2 separate regions of the Mus musculus genome follow, and region 2 is linked to region 1. A link is a contact called in public HiChIP or PLAC-seq data. All regions are on one chromosome and are shown on one strand. Each heading gives the region's core, a stretch centred on a gene start, on an enhancer-like site or on the middle of the called end of the contact. The rest is flanking DNA. Distances are from core to core; before and after follow the strand shown. Region 1 has its middle 64 kb from the start of Gm30936. Region 2 overlaps Gm10646 (predicted gene 10646).

Region 1 (6,806 bases), core at 2,626-5,125:
GCTTCATTCCAGCACTGGCTGCCCCGACTTAAAGCGCCACTTTGCAAACAAGTCTCCCGCTCTGGCTCGTGGAGAAAGACACCCCGGGATGCTTCCTAGTCCCCGACTCTGAGACCTGCAGATTGCAGGACTCCCCCTTTCCCTGGCCGTCTCGCTAACAACCAGCTGCTGGCCGCGGACCGTTCAGGGAAAGCGCGGGGCGGAGAGCGAGGGCAGGGTTTGGACCCAGTGCGGCGGCCTCTCGTCTCCTTCCCCGACCCTCAGGAGCTGAGATTTCGCGCCGGCGGGGATCGGGAGGGATCTGGAGACTGGCTTTTCGGGGCCCAAGGAACGACGTTCGAGGGCGCCATATTTTCAGTGGGTTTTTACAGAGGCTAAGGGGGGCGCCCACTTTCCGAAGCCCCCGGGGGAAGCCGGAGCGATTGTCGTTGGGAAAGTTTGCGCGCCCGGGCGAGCTAAGAGGCGGCTGTCCCCACAAGGGCGCGCGGACTGCAGCGCGTCGCCCAGGTCTGGCTAGGCTGGGTCCCGGGTGGGGGGGCGGCGAAGAGCGGTGCAGGGGACCGATGCATGTGGCTCGCGGGTGTCACAGAGCAGGGGAGTCCGTAGCGCTTGGGGCTGCTTGGCGCAGAGCACACGCCCCTCTTTTCCCCAAGCTACTGCCACCAGCGCTCTGCCGGAGCTGCGCGCACAGCCTCTCCCTGGCCTGCGCACGTTGTTGAGCGTTCCCTTCAGTAACACCCCCCCCCAACCCTGCTCCCCAGCACCGGGGCTTGCGGGGTGCTCCACCTGGCGCGGGAGCTCACTCAAGGCTGGAGAGAAAGCAAGTAGGTTCGTAGATTGGCCAAGGGCCTGGCTTATGTGGATCAGCCTGAAGCCTCCTGTCGTCTCCTAGCTTGTGCAGGCGACAGGCTTTTTGCAGGGCTCTCTCTGGCGCGGGGATAGTGGAGGAAAGGGGTGCGTTTCCCGAAGTCGGGGCTTCAGGTGACACGTGGGAGAACTTGTTTTCTTGCTGTTGGTGATGGGGCAGAGATGGAAGGAGAGGAGGCTGAGTTAATGAAAACTAAGTCCGGGTTATTTCCAGAGAACGGGAAGAGGAGTGAGCTGAAGTGTTTGGTGTTGTAGGGGGACACAAAGATAAGAGTAGTAGGATGGTGTTCCAAGGAAGCGCACCCCAGAACACGTAATTACGAGCACCTTGGTACTCATAGTGACAGTTTAGATTCTGAAGCTCCTGGGAGAGGGAATTACATTCTCTATGTTTTAGCTCCCGGATGTTTTTAGAAGTGGACCCGTGGGGGAATCTTTACTTCTGTACATACAAAGTGACCTCTGCTTTTTTTGTGAAGGGGGCAGGGCAGAATGTGTTTGCTGACCTGTGATTGGCTGAGTGCAGGAATGTGTTAGCTTTTCTCCTTGGTGTCTTAATCAAACAGCTTCACAGTAGAGAGGTCCTGTCAGCACTTGGGGTCTTCATCATTGGAAGAGATTTCGGGAAGGACCAAAGACACCTAATGGGGGAGGTGTCTGGGGAGAGGAGAGACTTTTGTGAAGGAGATGTAGCCCCTGACGTCAGCAGTTGCCCATATGCTTCATTAAGTGCCACAGTGTGAAAGTTACCCTTTCAATGGTTGTACCTTCCTTGTTCCTCTCTGTGGGGATCTTGTGCAGAAAGTGAGAAGGAAGGGTGGCTATGGCCATTGGCTGTGAGAAGGCCAGTACACGTGTGCATGCAGGAATGCTTTTCTTCCTTTTAATTTGAACCCTAGAAGAGTGGAAAAGTCCCAGATAACAGTTGACCAAAATTAGAATAGCCAATGTTGGTGAGAATTAGCTGATGAACCCTCCCTCCCCACTCCCTCTTTAAATCACATTGACTTTTCTGGGCTTAGCTCAGAGGTGGCACACTGAATCCCAGAAACGGAGAGTTCTTAGCCACTGTCTACCCCGTACCTTTGTACACCTTTTCATTTATGTAGGAAGTTCTAAGGGATCCTGCGGGTCTCTCTCAGTTTTGGCTTTGTGTTTCAGACTTTGTATCTCCAAGGGAGAAGTAAAAAATTCCAAACTCCATCCCCACGAGTAGTTTATTCAGTACATTGTAGGCTACATGCACGTTTAAAATCCACCTTGCCCAGGTTTGTTTGCCAACATTGTTCCCTAGAGGGCATTTTAAATTTATTTATTTTTATGTGCATGTGCCTGCCACCTGTGTGCAGAGGCCAGAAGAGGGGGTTGGATCCCATGGTAACTGGAGTTGTAGGTGGTTGTGAACCACAACGTGGATGCTGGCAACCAAATCCATATCCTCTGCAAAAGCTGTAAGTGCCTTTACCCAAGGAGCTGGTCTGGATGTGTGCTGCATATATATTTTGCACAGCTTTTAGATGTGATGCAATGAAAGTTAACTTAAAGGAGCTTTTAAAAAGTTTTTAAAAATCATATTATGGATTTCTGAGTTCGAGGCCAGCCTGGTCTACAAAGTGAGTTTCAGGACAGCCAGGGCTATACAGAGAAACCCTGTCTCGAAAAAACAAAAAAACAAAAAAAAAAAATCATATTCATCTGTCTGTCTGCCTGCCTGCCTGCCTGCCTGCCTGCCTGCCTGTCTGTCTATCTATCTATCTATTTGTGTGTATGTACGAGCGCAGGTGGGTCGGGAAAAGCCATAGGCACCTTATTTAGAGGTCAGAGGAGTCAGGTTTTCCACTATGTGGCTCCCTGGGATTGAATTCAGGTCATTAGGCTTTGTGGCCAGTGCCCTTTACCAACCATCTGTGTCATCTCGTCAACTCCAGAGATGCTTTATTTCAGGCCTTCTAATATTTAATCTCAATGGTACTACCTTAATACTTAGTGAATTCTGTGTGCCTCTTTCACCAGATATTATTAACCAGGTTTTACTCTCTCTTGCCTGGTTCTTACTGTCGTAGCTTCATAGCTTGATCAAAGTGCCTGATTTTTTTTCCCCCTTAGTAAAATTTTGTAACTTCAAAAGGGCTAGAAAAGTGCCTTTGTGAGTTGGAAAGTTGCCTATCAGTTTACCAGGCCATGTGACAGGTGGTGTGTGCTTGCTGCATTCCCAGGCTCTTAGGATGGTGTCTGGGACTTGTGATCTGTGACATTCTTGCTCCAGAATTTTTGAGTCCGACTATTTTCTTGGGGATTTGGGTTGGTGTTTGACTAGCAGGAAGTACTAAAACCGGTTAAATCATTCAAAAACAATTTTTATTAGGTACAAAAAAATGTTTAAAGGCAAGAAGAAAAACATAACAAGGAGGCTGGCATTCTAGAATTATAGTTTAACAAACCCAACTGGTGCCTTTTTAATTACAGTATTTACCCCATCTAGAACTTTGTAATCCTATTGCTTTTATATTTAATAACAAGACTAGCTAAAACATAAGCCAAACACAACTATTACAAATAATGGGGATAAGTGGTGGGTTTAACCAGATGTTCTCCCTGAAGTTGAACTCTCCCAAACGCCTCTGCTGCTCCCCTTCCCAATAAACAGGCAGCACTCACAAGGTAAGGCAGTCGAGGGTAAAGCAGAAGTGAAAGGCACTGGGAGCCTCTGACTTCCTGGCACTTGCCATCTCCTGAAGATGGACAAGCTGAATACAAGAGTCACATGGTCCTTAGAACCTTTCTTCACGGGTTGCCCTGAGCTATGAATTAAGACCAGGCTCTTTTGCAGCCCATTTCACAGTGCATTTTCAAAGTCAGCGTCAGCGTCAGCCCTCTACATTTTGTTTCGCTCTTAACCAACAGTTCCAACTGACACTGTTCCAAAGCCTCGAGCAGCTTGCAAGCGTTCGCGTTGTCTTTTGACTCTTCCACGGTAGACTTTAACTAATGGAATCTTCTGTGTCTTCCATTCATTTGTCCTGCAGAAGCTCTTGGGGGCTTATCTTGCTGCTCTGATAAGTAACCCTGCCCTCACCCCACACGTTTCATCCCTAGAGGGCAGTGCTCTTGTTTTTGTGTTTATCTAGTAGATAAGGTGTGTGAGTGTGGAGGGGGGGTGGGGTAGTGGGGGGAGGGGAAGTGTGATTGACCCGGTTTTGGAACCCAGACCTACCAAAGGATGCACAAAGGGAGTACTGGCAACTCCCACAACAGAAGCAGAAGGTGGGCAGGAGAGGTGTGGCTCAAAGGTTAAGAGCACTGGCTGCTCTTGCTGAGGCTCTGCTCCTAGCACCCATGTGGCAGCTCATAACTATCTGTAATTCTGTTTCTGGTAGATATGACTCCATTCTTCTGGCCATTGCAGGTACCAGATATGCACACATACACATGCTGGCAAAAAAAAAAAAAAAAAAAAAAAAAAAACAAACAAACAAATCAAATCAAACCAAAGCCAAAACTCATATACATATATGAAAAATAAATCAAGTACAGAGCCTTACTTTATTATTTATTATTTATTTATTTAGAAGACTCCCATTCCTGTCCTCCATCCTCTGTACCCAGTTTTGATTCCTGAACATCCTCAACCTCCATGACCCTTGCCCTTGCTCTCATTTTGCTGAGTACCCAGCCCTTGATTAGACCCGCCCTCTGCTTTGCTTTCACTGTTCTACCCCCCCCCCCACCCCCCACAGTAATGAGCCTGGGTGGCGAAGCCACTGGGCCATCTGCACTGCTGTGCTCTTGATGTATGACTGAATCCCAGCGGGCCTCCTGACGCCGCAGACCCACTGTGCTTTAGTGTGAGGTTGCTGTCAGCCGGTGACTTGGTTTCCCTGATTCCTGCACTGAAGCAGTTGACTGACTACTGAGGAGTCCACGTCCTCCCTGGAGTTCATGCTCTCTGCACTTCTGCAGCTGTCCCTTCCCCTCCACATCATCAGAGTCCCTCGCTGATGGATTATCTTCACAGGAGATGCTCTGACATCTTCATCTTAGGCAAAAAAGGCATCCCTTGACTTTGTGTCTTAGCCATTCATCTCCCATTTCTTTGCTTTCCCTTCTTAGCAGACACTAGGAGAAAAACTACTTTTATTTTATGTTCTGTGTATGAGTGTTTTATCTACATGTATGTCTGAGCACTATTTGTGTGCCTTGTGCCTTCAGAGGCCAGAAGGGGAACTGGAGTTATATAGGTGGTTGTGATCTACCAAGTGGGTACTGGAAACTGAACCTGGGTCCTCTGTAAGAGCAAAATGTGCTTGCTCTTAAGCCATCTCTCCAGCCCTTCAGCAAAGCATTTTTTTTTGAAAGAGTTGTCATGTTCTGTTTTATTTTTATTTATTTATTTGTTTGTTTATTTATTATCTCCTCTGCACTCACATATTTTTATTTTTTAAATAGGAACTCACTATATATTCCTTGGCTGGCCTCAAATTTGCTGTATAAACCAGGCTGGCTTTGAACTTAGAGAGACTTACCTACCTCTGTCTCCTAAGTGCTGGGATCAAAGGCATGAGCCTCCCCACTCATTTTGTTCTCCCAGTGTACTCTGGCTTCGCCCTACCCCTTGTGGTCAAACTCTTCTCAAGGGAACTGAGAGAGCTCAGGGGCTTTTGTAGAGGAAGCAAACTTGGTTCTTAGCACCTACAGCTTACCACCTGTAACTCAGTTTCAGGTCGTCCGTTAATGTCTTCTGGACACCATGAGAACCTGTACTCAAGGTGCACAAACCACACACACATGCACAATTAAAAAACAAACAAACAAATCTTTAAAACAAAAACTCCAAAGAAACCTTTTTGTTGCTGTTATTGTTTGAGATGTGGTTTCTCTGTGTAGCTCTAGCTGTCCTGGAACTTGCTCTATAGACCAGGCTGTGCTCGAACGCAAAGAGATCCACCTGCCTCTGCCTCTGCCTCTGGCTCTGGAGTCAAAGGTGTGTGCCACCACATGGGGCTCAAAGAAACATTTCCTAAGGTATCAGCAGCATTTGAAGAGTGAGTCCAGGGGTGCTCTCTCAGTATCTGCAGCCTCTCTACGTAATTTAGTCAGCTGATTGCCTCCTGTCTGGAACATTCTCTACACCAACTGAATCTGCCCCTGGCTGCTCTGACTCCAGCATTCTTGTTTGATTTATTCTTTCTGGCTTCTGGAAGCCGGAAATGTGGTTTCACAAAATACTTCTTTTTGGAGTCTGCAGTAATCTCAGATCCTGAGGGTCACAGTGGTATCCTTTCTTATGCCTTAGGCTTTTTTCTTTTCTTGAATCCATGTCACTTTGACATTGCATGAGATCTTACCTGGTCTTTGGCATGTAAGCTCCAAGGACTTCGGAGATGGCCTAGTCTGGGAAGTGTTCACTGCACAGGCGTGAGGACCCGAGTTCCACTCCCTGCTTCCCATGTAAAGTTGGGCGTGGTGCTGTGTATTTGTAATCCCAGTGCTGGGGAGATGGGAACAGGGATTCTTGGGTCTCTTTGACCAATCAGTCTAGCTTTACTCCTGAAGCTCCCTGTCTAGTGAGAGAGACCCTGTCCCAGAACAGGAATGTACTGGGGCTGGAAAGGTGGGTCAGTGTTGAGAGCGTTTGCAGTTCTTTCAGAGGACTGGAGTTTGGTTCTCAGTACCTGTCTTTTGTGACTCACAGCTGCCTGTGACTCCAGGTCCAGAGGATCTAACACCAGGCTGACCTTCAAAGGGACACCCCCCCCCCCCAAGACACATATTCCCACATGGGCACATAGACTCAAGATTATAAATAAAAAATAAAATAAATGTTAAAGAGGCTAGATGTGGTGGATCACACCTAAAATTTAAGCCCTGGCTAGGTTTGGAGTTTCAGGCTAGCCTTGTCTATGTGTGGAGTCCCAGGTTATCCAGGGTTCATAGTGAAA
Region 2 (6,887 bases), core at 2,349-4,848, 520 kb after region 1:
AATTACATCTGATTTTTTTTTTTTTTTTTTTTTTTTTTTTTTGTATTCTGGGCCTCTGAGGTCCTCCATGCTGCTGCCTGGTTATTCTCTTGCCTCCCTTTCCTCCTTCCAGTTCTTCAGCTGTTGGAGTAAGCATTCCTTCACAACCATCCAGTCTGCAGTGGTGCAGTGGTCTTATCTCTCCTTGCATTTAAACTACAATTTCCTGCCTTTGCATGGTTCCTCAGGTCTATAGTTCAAGGTGTAGCTATCATATAGTTCATATGTAGCTATATGTATACATATATTAGACACACACACACAGACTACAAACTCCTGGAAAATAGAATTATATTATATATATTTTCTTTCCTAGGAATTGTGTAAATAGCTAAGTGCTAGTTAGTAACTTGTGGACTAAGAACCTATTCAGCTTTGAACTCTTTCTACAGAATAAGTCCAACTTCACAGGTAGCTCTGAGAACTAAATGAGAAACTGTTATGGCTTGAATGTGAAGTGCCCCACTCCTACTCACTCATACATTAGCACTTGGTCCCCAGCTGGTGATAATGTTCTGGGAGATCATAGATATTAGATCTCAAACTCAGGATAAATGGATAACTGAGGTGCCTATTTAAAACATATCAAAGTGGATGCTGGCTGCCAGGTTCTCCCAGCCTCTCTCAATACCTGTTACAGAGTCATCATCCCCCTGCCCAACCCCTTCCCCTACCCCCACCCCCCAAAGTCTTCAGACCAAGGACTGGACTGGACTTCCCTTCCCCCAGCCTGTAATCCCTATATAACCTTAGCCATTTTGGACATGGGGTCTCTTGACATTTTGGTATTCTTGGTCTTTGGGTTCCTAGGGAATCTCTTTGCTCCCTCTCCCTTCTCTTCCTCTCTCACACCCCCACCCCTACCTCTTCTCATGGTTTAGTCTGGATCTTTTCAGATGCCTCTTCCTGACTCTCCCTCATGTCAACCTTCTCCTCCTCCGGACCTGCCCTCATTGTTTTTTCATTCAATAGAATCGTGTGGACTTGGAGTCTGGACATAGAGCAGCAGGGGTGGGGCTAGAGAGCTATGGACACTGATCCTGACCTGAGGTCTCTTCCTAGTCCATATGAGAAGTAGTTGTCTCAAGTCATTCTCACCACTTTACCTTCTGTGCAGTGATGGGCTGTAGCCTTCTAAATCACGAGTCAAAATAAATCTCTTCGACCTTAAGTTGCTTTTTGTTAGGTATTTGGTGACAATAAGAAAGGCTAATTAACACATAAGGACTGTGACAGTGTTCGCACAGTGCCTGACGTGTCAGAAGTGTTCAGCAAACAGTTTTCACTCCCCAGCATTTACTCCAGCACTGCAAACATTCTAAGTACTGAATAATTACCTGCAGGTGGATGGCTGAAGAACAAAGGACTCAATCAGAGAAACCCACACCAGAAGACACAAGAGCAGCCCTGTCAGAGAAATCAAGTAGCTTTCCTTGGCTAGCCCAGGCAAGACATTCTGCCTGAGGGGAGACCTCGGGAGGGGAGGGGAGATCAACATGGCTTGGCAATGAGGTCATGAAATATTGACTAATAGGAAATCAAGGTTGATTTAGGAGTTGCTGCTGTGGGCAGCTGAGTTTTGTACGTTCGACTGAATTTGTCATTTGTCAAGACTCCCAGAAGGATGTAGGAAGCACATGTTTCTTATCAATGGAAAATAAATTCTTACAGCAATCAGTTCTCATTGGTGTAGACTTGGCTCTAGGATTCGGGAGAATCAGGGGCCTGGGGAGATTGCTCAGTTGGTAAAGTGTCCCCAGGGCAAGCTTGAGAACCTGGGTTCAAATCCTAGCACCTGTGTAAAACAATCCTGGCTCCATACACACCTGTAATCCCAGGGCCTACACACAGAGACAGATCTTTGAGGTGAGGGGCTGAGGAAGATACCAACATACACTTCACTCAGACACACAAGAAATGAAAATATGTTGGTCTGAAGACCTATGCATGGACATTAGCACTTGTAGAAAAGCCCTTCAGGGGCTGGAAAGATGGATTGGAGCACTTGCTGAATACATGAAGACATGATTTGAATCCCCAGAACTTATGCTAAAACCTATGCACGGCTCCCATGCCTACTCCACAAAGTCCAGGTTCAGTGAGAGCCTGAAGATTGGTAGAGCAGTGACTGATGGAAAATTACCAACACTGACCTTTGACCTCCACAGCTATGCATGCATAGACACACACACAGGCATAGACACACACACACACACACACACCACATACACACATACCACACACACACACATACACATCATACTACACACACACACACACCACACGTATACACCACACACACACACACACACACACACACATACACACAACACACATACACACCACACACACACTCACACTCACACTCACACTCATACTCATACTCATAGTGAGGAAGGGTATTGCCTTTTCAGATACTGACTATCTGGTTTCTCAGCCTAATCTGTTGGGTTCATGGCGGTAACTCTGAATCCTTTGTTCGGAGGAATGACCTGTGGGCCGTGGCTGTAAACAAGATGACTAGTCCCTCAGCTCCCTGTTCACCACAGGGAATGATGGAAGGGTCAGAGATTTACCTGTCATTCCTCTGAATCCTTTCTTCATCCCTTCTCCTCCCTCCAGTGGCAACAACATTCATGCCTGGCATTTCTTTTAAAAAGAGGGATTATAGTTAGGAGCCTCCTTGATGTACTGATATCCCACAAGTCCATGAACAACTGGGAGAAATTTACTCTCCATGGCTACAAAATGCTAAATCTGGAAGGCAGGTCACTTGGAAGGCAGGTCACGTCACCTGGAAGGCAGGTCACTTGGAAGGCAGGTCACCTGGTTCCAGAATTCCTCGTGAGGGTCTGTGAATCAGACAATAGAGCTCACTAGGTCTATAGGGGAAAAAAAAAAACCCTGAAATTTACCATTTCCTTCAGTTATTGTTTGTGAATGAAAGCAACACACCCCAGTGTGTAAGCCTGTGAATACGGGTGTTTTCAGAGTCCAGATCCCCTGGCGCTGGAGTGACCAGTAGATGTGAGCTGGAAATCAATGCAGGCTCTGCAAGAGCAGTGCTCACTCCTAACTGCAGAGCCATCTCTCCAGCCCCACACTTCCCTTTGTATCTCACTTGGGCTACTGCAAAACTCTCAAATTATAATTTACTTACCACCTCCCACAGGCTCTCAAGTAGCCCAGGAGGCCTTCAAATTCTGTGTGTACCCAGGGAGGTCTTGAACTTCTGCTCCTTCCGAAGCATGCGAAGGCCTGCTTTGTGCCGTGTTAGGGATCAAGCCTAGCGTTCCATGCGTTCTAGGCAAGCACTCTACAAGGAGCTAGGTCCAGGGCCCTCTTTTGGTTTCTTGCCCTTTACATTTTCTTTTAAGGAACCATTCATAGGTTTGTGAGTGAACTGAACTGATGGCTCTTAGGCGATCTCGAGCATTTAGCAGCCAGATGGCTTCCTCCATGACTCATCGCCCCAAGCCGGCTCTCTAGAGAGGAGGGGATGTGGTAGCCCACTCACCGTTGGCTTCAGGGCCTCTGATGAAGAAGAAGAATTTGTGGTGAGAGGTCCTGGCCTGCGGGAGGGACCGTTTCTGATGAGGTCATCGGGAGGGAATGCCTCCCTGGGCAGAGGTGGGAGCCTGGGCCAGCTGCCAGCAGCGGGGTCAGGAAGCAGGACAGACAGAAAAAGGAGTTCTGCCTGAGGATTAGCCATCTTTAAGGGTCCTGTGGAATTGCTTTGAAGTTTCATCCTCAGGCAGGCTCAAGCTCTGGGGGGAAAAAAACAAACAAACAATGGACTTTTGTTTTGTCCCCTCCTGATCAGAGAGGACCCAACCTTGCATTAACTCTGATGGTTCTGACCGCAGTTGGGCCCTGCCACAGCTCACAACACCCATCACCGGAAAATTGCCTAGCATAGCCTGTGCCTTCTAACGTTTCAGCAGAGTTTAAACGGTTTCTCAGGGATTCCTTGCAAACTCACACACCTTGTTATACAAGTCAAAAGGGTGTTTTAGAGACAGTGTCCTGGGGGGAACTAAGGTGTTTTGTATTGTCTTTACAGTATGAGACTTGAACACAGCCAAGCATTCAACCCTACACCCCCACCAACTCTATAGCCTACGAGGATCTAGGTATAAGCAAAGCTCCAGGCTGATTTGGGGATGTAGTCATGTTTTGTAACTAGGATAACATGGGTGTCCTTAATCTTGGTGTTCCAGACCTCTGAAACCAGGCCCTGCTTTATACAGATGGATATCATCGTAGGAAACCCAAACTGTAACAAGATACAAATAATAATAGTTATCATGTATAAAGAGGTGTGTGTGTGTGTGTGTGTGTGTGAATGCTGCCTGTGCAGATGAAGCTAAGAGTACTGGATTCCTTGGAACTAGAGCTATAGGTGAGAGATGGGAACCAAACTTGGATCCTCTGGGAGAGCACAAAACTCTTACCTGTTGAGTCATGTCTCTGTCCCCAAAGCTAACATTTCTTGAGTGTCTGTTATATAGAGTTTGGACAGGCCACCATTCAATGCCTGCTGGCTGTGTGTGTGACCTTTTTGCCAAAAGAAACAATAATTCTTTTTAAGATTGAGAGAGAGAGAAAGAGAGAGCGAGAGAGAGCTTTACTGGCAAAAAAGTTAAAGTGCACACATAGTCATTAAAATGTAGGGATGGAATTCAAACCACCATCTGTCAAATCCCTGAGTTTATGCAGTTGACCTAGCATGAGCCACGATCCAGTTTGCTTGGGGACTAAGGAGGTTGCCCAGCACATGGGACTTTCCCACAGGAACTGGGAGGATCCTAGATGAGTCAGTCAGACTCTATCAAGACTGAAAGGTTTCTGCTGGAGACTGAAGCTCCCACTCCTCTTTTGACCACATGGCGTTGGGCAGGCTTCTCCACCATGGGCTCCCCTGCCAGGGGCCTCATCTGATGGTCACACCCGTCCCAGAGATGACCATTGAGTAAGACCACATAGATAGCCACACCTACTGTGTGTCCCACAGGGGCAGCAAAGGTGAGTCGCACACAGGTGCACCTGGAGAGGCCCCGTTTGCACTGTCTAATGGCTTCAAATCCAGAAAGAAAACAAAAACATTATAATCTCTTCAAGTAACTTTCTGTTCTCACTTCCCTTCTTATCCTCTGGGACTCATCCAATTCAATATATCCTAAAGTCTCTCAGGCAAGCTGAATTATCTGAGTTCTCTCTTGCACTATATTATTTTTATTTAGTTTTTATAAGGCAAAGTTATAACATAGTCCCCAAACTACACAATAGAGTTTCCCACATTTGGGGAAATCTCAAGGGTTGGAAGATCTGGATTGCAATGGCTAAGCATCACCCTGGGAAAACTCCCTTCTTGACTGAGGGATCTCTTGCATTTATTGAAATAATTTTTCACTTATTTTTTTGACAACTGCGTACACGTATTCAGTGTATTTTTATCATATCCAGTCTGCCAGTACCCTCATCTGTCGCTCTCCCACTGCTTGAAGCGGAGCCCCTTCCAGCCCGGTTGCAAAGGCCTGGGATTCACTCAGTGTAGGTTAGTGCAACCTCACACTCCCGTGAGACAGAGCAGGGTCCTGAGTGTGCCCCCATTCTCAAAGGCTATTTGGGATCCTCAGTTTTCTTCTCTCTATAACCAAAACTTGAATTCTTTCCTCATCAAGGTTTTCAGAAGTCTCTTGGGATAAAGCTACTTCATTGGCTTAGTATTTGCTTTGACTGGTGAGGCTGCAGGTATGATCCTCAGCACTGAAGAGGGAAAAAAGCCTGGGAGAGAAAGTAGGGTCATTCGATTGCCCAGAGATAGACAAGGCAGTTAGCAGCTTAGCAGCTAAGCAGCTTGTCCATCTCAGGTCTGCCTGCCGCTGCAGCCCACGCCCTCAGCACAGCCCCTGCTTCTTGGCTCCAGGCAGGTGACAGGTTACTTCTCTGCTGGTGAAATGAAGCAATTTAAACCAGATTAGAATATTTTAGAGGCAGGTTTGGGAGAGTTCACTGGGCCTAAGAATTGAGGCCAGGGGAGTCACCATGGGGAAAGAGGGGAAAGGGCAGAGAAGAAGGGAGGGAGAGAGGGAGAGGAAGAGGGAGAGGGAGGGAGGGAGGGAGAGAGAGAGAGAGAGAGAGAGAGAGAGAGAGAGAGAGAGAGAGTACAAAATATAAATATAGGGAGAAGCCTCTGTAGGAAGGGCCACCAGGCGCCTGGACTAGAAAATTTATGGTTGGGACAGGGCATGCCAGGTAGGGACTGAGGTATGCTGGGAAAACCTAGAGGCCAGGTCTGCTTTGATATGTAAAATATACACCTCAATCCCTTGTCCCAGGGTCTCTGGAAAGCTGACACTGTGAGGAGCAAGACTCTCTCTCTCTCTCTCTCTGTCTCTCTGTCTCTCTGTCTCTCTGTCTCTCTGTCTCTCTTTCTCTCTCCCTCCCTCCCTGTCCCCCCCCCCCCTCTTTTTGCCCAATCAGCCTGCTCAGAACTTCAGAAAACACACAGGCCCTAGGAGCAATTCTGGTGGGCTGTAGCAGCCCACAGGGTGTTTACCGCCAAATGAGATTCACACTCCACAGCTGGGCCAACTTCTGCCCCCACCCTCACCCCCCACCAAATCTTGCCAATGTGAGGTTTATAAAAGTCACAGGGGCAAACCTTGTAGATCAAGTCTGATAACCTCCCTCCCCCTCCATCATAGAACCCTAAAGGCAGCATTATAACCTGAGAGTGAACACCCTTTGCCAAGGAAAATAGCTCTCGGCTTTCCATCAAGGTCTTGGCCTCACGACTCCTAGCCACAGGCAGAACTGCAAACTTGGCAATATTCCTCCTTGCC

What was found. HiChIP or PLAC-seq counts read pairs in DNA pulled down with a chosen protein or histone mark.
Region 2: an H3K27ac HiChIP or PLAC-seq map of extraembryonic endoderm stem cells shows a contact between it and region 1, with 2.8 times the contacts expected there. The contact joins two enhancer-like sites. A contact is called at or near these places in 1 of 39 promoter capture datasets (cranial neural crest), 4 of 115 datasets of contacts at active chromatin or transcription factors (the SCID.adh cell line, embryonic forebrain, embryonic stem cells and 1 more) and 1 of 9 other capture datasets (embryonic stem cells).

Annotation. Positions count from the first base shown.
Region 1 is chr9:67,626,615-67,633,420 of GRCm38.p6, reverse strand. It overlaps a transcript of Tln2 not described here. Among named protein-coding and RNA genes, the nearest start is that of Gm30936, 64 kb to the left of the region's middle. Within about 2 kb of position 3,875, at least 9 of the 459 cell types and tissues checked have an H3K27ac peak or open chromatin away from gene starts, as enhancers often do. A contact at or near this core is called in extraembryonic endoderm stem cells, where this site is marked.
Region 2 is chr9:67,102,757-67,109,643 of GRCm38.p6, reverse strand. Gm10646 (predicted gene 10646) reads right to left here. Exons shown (of 3, transcript NR_153957.1): 2 at 3,557-3,806; 3 at 45-2,891. It also overlaps the pseudogene Gm22145. Among named protein-coding and RNA genes, the nearest start is that of Gm10646, 3.9 kb to the right of the region's middle. Within about 2 kb of position 3,598, at least 108 of the 459 cell types and tissues checked have an H3K27ac peak or open chromatin away from gene starts, as enhancers often do. A contact at or near this core is called in extraembryonic endoderm stem cells, where this site is marked.